Regions from separate parts of the Danio rerio genome. Here region 1 is linked to region 2. The links are chromatin contacts, called in public Micro-C maps. All regions are on one chromosome and are shown on one strand. Each heading gives the region's core, a stretch centred on a gene start, on an enhancer-like site or on the middle of the called end of the contact. The rest is flanking DNA. Distances are from core to core; before and after follow the strand shown.

Region 1 (2,978 bases), core at 77-2,576, 270 kb before region 2:
CTTTGATATACAGAGAATTATTTCTTTTTTAAATATTTCCCAAATTATCTTTAACAGAGATTATATATATATATATATATATATATATATATATATATATATATATATATATATATATATATATATATATATATATATATATATATATAATTTATTTATTTATTTTTAGTAATTAATTAATTAATTTATTTATTTATTTATTTTTTTTGATAGTCTACAGAACAAACCACTGTTGTACAATAACTTGCATTTACCCTAACCTGCCTGGTTAATTAGTTAATTAGTTAAGCCTTTAAATGTCACTTTAAGCTGTATGGAAATGTCTTGAAAAAATATCTAGTAAATTATTATTTACTATCATCATGACAAAGATATAATAAATCAGTTATTACCAATGAGTTATTAAAACTATTATGTTTAGAAATGTGTTGAAAATCTTCTCTCTGTTAAACATAAATTGAGGAAAAAATAAACACGGGGCTGATAGTTCATATAATGCATTTAATAATTATATCATACATATATTACTTCCACATGTTGATTTGAAACAACTTTAAAGGGCATTTTAGTACTCTAAGTTAGTGATAGACACTTTGGCCCTGCATTTCATATCAGATGTAGACTAGTGTCCACGAAAAATAACATCTGCATCAAATAATGGCCCCTTATTGCTTTGCCAGGTGATGGATGACATTTCCAGGTAATTCAATCAAACCAATTTAAGTTCAATTCAAGTCCAGCTAATTCTTCATTATCCTCTCAGTGCTCTGAATGGGTCAGCCTGTAAAGTGAATTACCATCATTACCGCCACTATTCGCGTGAGGATCGATAAGGCAGGTGGTTTATCAGAGGAAATGATGGCATGGAGCGTTTCATCCTTTCTCCTTATCATCCGGACACTGCACATTGCAAAAGAATTTACACACTGATTGTCCTGTCAGAACTCTGATATCTTGATGGAAAGATTTTGACGACGCTGGCGTTTCTAAACTATGAATCTTTCGTTGTTTTCATTAATTATTTCATTGTGGATTTACTTTCTTTGTAGATGTAGATTTAATTCTATTCTGCTCTAACTTTATAATGTGTTAAGAAAACAAAACAACAAACAAAGTCAGCCATTTCAACAAGGAGTTGAGCTGACATTCTCTAAAGTTTAATGAACTTTTTTAATGTGGATTCTGTGGAAACAGTGTAGAACTCGGCTAGACTGCTGGTTTACAGGCATGCGCACAAGAAGTGCGGGAGGTGGAGGGTGTTTAGGGGCGGGTTGGGTATATAATACTTCTCTCAGAGAACTTTTGCCTGTCGCCTGATTTTGGGACAGCTCCACACAACATCCTAACACCATCTAGGGGACTTAATCCGACCTTCACTACCAAATACAACAGCACAGCATTTTTTCACGTTGTCATGGAGGACCAACTAAAACATCATTCTGTTTGCCATACCTGCTCGAGAACAGACAGTTTCGTAAATAAGGTAAAGAAAATCTTTTAAGAACCTTGGACATATTTGGAGACAATTGCTTTCGTGCTGTTCTCTTGAATAGAAAACAAACCAATAAAAAGAGAAGCTTTATAGAAACTGTTGAGTCGCATCATAAAAATCTGAAACTGGCACGGTCGATAAACTAAGGAGATTTAAAACAGTGTTCCTTTGCTGAAGCGGTTCGCGTAATGAAATGGATGTTTTTGACATTCTTAACAATTACCAGATCATCTTGACAGCGCTAAACTGCAGAATGTGCACAATGAAGAATTCAAGTTATTAACTTTATTTCTGTAAAACACCTTACAATCTTTCTGTATTATGAAAAGCGACTGCGAATATATATATATATATATATATATATATATATATATATATATATATATATATATATATATATATATATATATATATATAAAAGACTTGACATTACGTTCTGGATACGCGCACACTAGAAAGAATGTTGCACGAGGGGGCGACAGCACTTTAAATGACTTGGATTTAAGGAAACTATATGCTGAGTTGAAAGGAATGAGATAGCTTGGTAGATTGAGAAGTCTTGCAACTTGTTGAACGTTGTGTAAGAATGTAAAGGACAAGATAAAGCCTTTCGACTTGGATAAGCAATTCATCTTTAAGCCGAAAATTAAAAAGTCGATGCATGAATGTGTAATGAAGATTTACAATGCCTGATTTAATAAGATGGACGAACTAATGACATGCCTAATGCATGACGTTAGGGATAGATGATCAACAGGTCTCTCTAGAATAATACTTGATATTGTTTTGTGTGAAAAATTACATTCATAACTACAAAAAGTATTTTAATTCAGTTTACTTATAAATTTTAGTTTCTTGTTTGTTTTATGAATAGCAAGATTGCAACCTTATTAATTGTGCATTAAGCTGAAGATTGCTAAGCAGATATTTAGACACATTTTTATTTATTTTTATTCAAACCTGAAAAGGCGTGCATATAATTGCAAATGTGCATTGAGTACACTGGCAAATTGTCTGTTGTGAACAACAGTGCATTATGTATAGACCGTAAAGGCATGCTTCTCCATACTGTAAATTGACCATGTAATCAAGCAGATAAGTGAGGAGTCAATTTCCATGCATTCACACATGGAAGTATTGCATTACTAAAGTCAACATCTTAAGAATTCTAATTATACTTATGGAAGGAGGAATATGCATTATGTTCAGCATTTAAGATAAATAAAGAGACAAGATTTGTCCATTAAAAATAAAATGCAAACTCTCTAAACTGAACTAACTAAAGCATGTCATCTTTGCAGGTCATAAAGATGTTCTGGTCCATACGGATGCCAATATGCATACTGTTTTTAACCCTGTCTGCCTTCGAAGTTGCTTCAGCTGAAACGTTATGTGGCGGAGAGCTGGTGGACGCTCTACAGTTTGTGTGTGAAGACAGAGGCTTCTATTTCAGTACGTACACTTCTCAGCATTTTCTTTGCTTTTG
Region 2 (3,332 bases), core at 822-3,321:
TTTCACAAAAACAAGTGCTTTGAAATTCTTTGGCTCTGATAATCGCTATGCAAACCAGGTTGGTTTCAAGTAAAACAACTTCTTGCCAAAGTGGAGGGTATCTTTGAAAAGTAGAAAGTGAAAAGGGGGATGTCTTTAATGTTTTAATGACAACTCTGTTGCTTTGTCTGGTTTCGTACTGTTTGCGATGGGACTGTGTCAAACGCAGCTCTGGAGTAGACAAAACAGTTTTGATGTAAAATGAAATGGTTTCAAAACAAGAAAGAAAACACACTCTTCCTTTGATCGCACAGGCACTAAATGTAGATTCAGGTGACAAGGATGCGTGCTGCAGATTAACGTCACAAAACACTCAAAGTAGTAAAACTTTGAAAAAAAACTTCCCCTGAGCACTTAGTGATAACATATTGTCCGATTTCAAGCGTGTGCGGTTTGGACGGAATAATAACTGAGGAACAAGGCTCCACCGTCACTGCTTTAGATGTACGCCCTGAGGTTCTCTAAAAAACAAAGCAGACTTTGTACTCTTTTCTTGTGAGGACTCCGATTAGACCCATTATTAACAGTCTGACTGCCTGTTTCGTATTACACCACAGCAATGTAATAATTATGGCTGTATTTCTTAGTGACGTTTCACAAACGTCATCAATAAAGACACAAAATGCTGGATCTTAAGCAGGCGAACGAGCTGTAAACAAATCTGAGAGTCTGGGAGCACCAAAGCATCATCTGGCACGCAACCGCACACCGAAACGTCATCCAGTGTTTTGTAACGAAATGCAGTGTTGCATCTAACCGGCCTGCAATTACAGTTAAGCTTCACTTAAGATGCTTTAATTCTTTGTGATCATCATGTGCAATCAGATCCCCACTCTGCAATTTACAGTCTCGAATTGAAAGGCATTTGTGGGGTTTGTCTGACACCTAGTGGAAAGTACAGCAACTATCATTGTAAACTGAAATTCTGTTATGACATGTTAAAAAAATAGAGGTAAAGTTGGTATTACATTCGCACATTTGGACTTTTCCCTTAATTATATAATTTCATAAATGTATTATTTGCAAACTCTAAACAGTGAAATCATATTGACAATCAAAGTACAACATTGTTCACAGTCAAATAAACAGTGTTAATGTTGTTTTCACGTCACACTTGCAGGTTATTTCAGACGAATATTCAAAGTGCTGTGGAAAACAATAGGGAGTGTGTCACAATTGTCACTGAACAAATGTGTGAATATTAAACCAACTTTACCTCAATTACAAAAGTATTTAATACACGACTAGTTTCATTAATGAAAATAACAAAATACTTACGCCATAGAAATACGAAATTGCACTGTATCAGGTGGCTGTTCTTTTCCTGGTCTGACCAGTGTCATGTTAAAGGTAGGTCGGAATATTCTCAGCTGGGGGTTACCCAGTTGGTATAAAGGGTATCTAAACAAAATACAAAAAAATCACATATTGAACAGATTTAATTTCATTAATAGCTAAAAATCCAACAAATTACCGTAGCACTTGAATGAATGCATGCATGTATGGACTATTCTTAGCATAGTCATATAACAACGCAATTGCTGTGATGATTACATGTCCCTAAATAAATAAGCAGCCTTAATACTAAAGTTTTCACCTATTATAAAAGTACCATTAAATAGGAACGACGTGGTCGTTGTTCACATTTGTAATCAAGTACAAAAAATGGCACTATTTTCAATGTGCTGCATTACCATGGTACGTTTCTACGTTAAAAGCGGGGGTTGTTATCGTTCAAGCAGGAAAACGTAATACATCGACAAATATTTGGAGTATTATTATTAATACAAAAATTCAAAGTATCATTTAAATGTATATACAAGAACACCTTGCATTAAGCTAAAGGTAAGTTAGGCTAATGCAATTTTCACGGTTTATATAAGTTATATAACATCAGTAAAGATTTTACTTATTTGACGAACTAAAGAAACATTTTTAAAAATCTCACATTATCCGTTTCGCCATAATCAGCAAATGTTCCGGATTTCTAGTTTGGCATGTGGTGTTTTGATTTTATTTTCATGTGCTCAAGGTCCTCGAACACTGTCGTCCTCTGAAAACTGCGCAGACAGGAGTTTTGATTTTCAAAATAAAAGCCCTCCCAAATTTAAATATACAAAAACTGGAGAACTTTACCTAATAGGTGAACTAAACGAATGCAAGTTTAATGCCTAATAAAAATTAATAAATAAGTAAAACATAGTCTATTTATAAAGTAATGATTTATATTTATACGATTTTCTTAAATATTATATGAGAACTTTTATTATAAAAGATTGGTCATTTCTTCATGTTTCCCCGTGTCACATTTGTATTTCCGACTTATAAACAATCGGGTCCTCAATGCGTTCCTGTCATATACTCGTTACATTTCATTATATTATGCCAATGATAAAACAAATTGAACTTAAAATGCTAACTGTCCACCGAAAACATCTGCAATAAATAAAAAAATAGCGTAGGGTGAATTTGAGTAATCTGTGATACCTAAGCTTCTGTGTGTTTATTTAAATACAATGTGATACAATGTGACCCCACTGCCCTCTGTTGTGCCAACCAATCCCGTCATAATCTTTGACCATCCTTCCCTACTTGCTCATTGATCAATTTAAATAAAAAAGGAACAAAATACTGTTTATTTTTATTGTACTTGCATAACGGGACCCTGTAACTTCTGCCAGAATGCATCAGCTCATACTCAGCACATGTGAAAAATCAGATTAAAAAAAAAAAAAAAACATCTTAGGGATTTCAGAAAAGTCTAAAATGTGGTTCTAATCAGTTAGACAGACATTGAAATAGAGAGCTAAAGTCAAAATTGCAAAAAGTGTCCCAGATAAACCGCATTCACCCCATCATAAGCTGGATTTAAGGTTTTCATGTTATGAATTTAGTCTATTCTTTTAATCCATATGTTCATTGTCTTTTCGGCTTAGTCCCTTTATTAATCTGGGGTCGCCACAGCGGAATAAACAGCCAACTTATCCAGCACATGTTTTACGGAGCGTATGCCCCTCCAGCTGCAACCCATCTCTGGGAAACATCCATACACACTCATTCAAAGTCATACACTATGGACAATTTCACCTACCCAATTCACCTGTACCGCATGTCTTTGAACTGTGGAGGAAACCGGAAAACCCGGAGAAAACCCATGCGAATGCAGGGAGAACATGCAAACTCCACATGGAAATGCCAACTGACCCAGCCGAGGCTCGAACCATCGACTTTCTTTCTGTAAAGCAACAGCACTACCTACTGCGCCACTGTGTTGTCCTAATCCATATATTGTT

The links. Hi-C and Micro-C count contacts between places; a contact is called where the count stands out from the background.
Region 1: a contact with region 2 is called in a Micro-C map of caudal fin, with 19 times the contacts expected there. The contact joins the promoter of igf2b here to the promoter of mrpl23 in region 2. A contact is called at or near these places in 8 of 18 Hi-C or Micro-C datasets (caudal fin, embryo, fibroblasts and 3 more) and 2 of 4 datasets of contacts at active chromatin or transcription factors (caudal fin and embryo).

Annotation. Positions count from the first base shown.
Region 1 is chr25:25,253,464-25,256,441 of GRCz12tu, reverse strand. igf2b (insulin-like growth factor 2b) reads left to right here and starts at 1,326. Exons shown (of 4, transcript NM_001001815.1): 1 at 1,326-1,483; 2 at 2,794-2,944. The coding sequence starts at 1,415.
Region 2 is chr25:24,984,177-24,987,508 of GRCz12tu, reverse strand. mrpl23 (mitochondrial ribosomal protein L23) reads right to left here and starts at 2,071. Exons shown (of 5, transcript NM_001002052.2): 1 at 1,988-2,071; 2 at 1,318-1,440. The coding sequence starts at 2,004.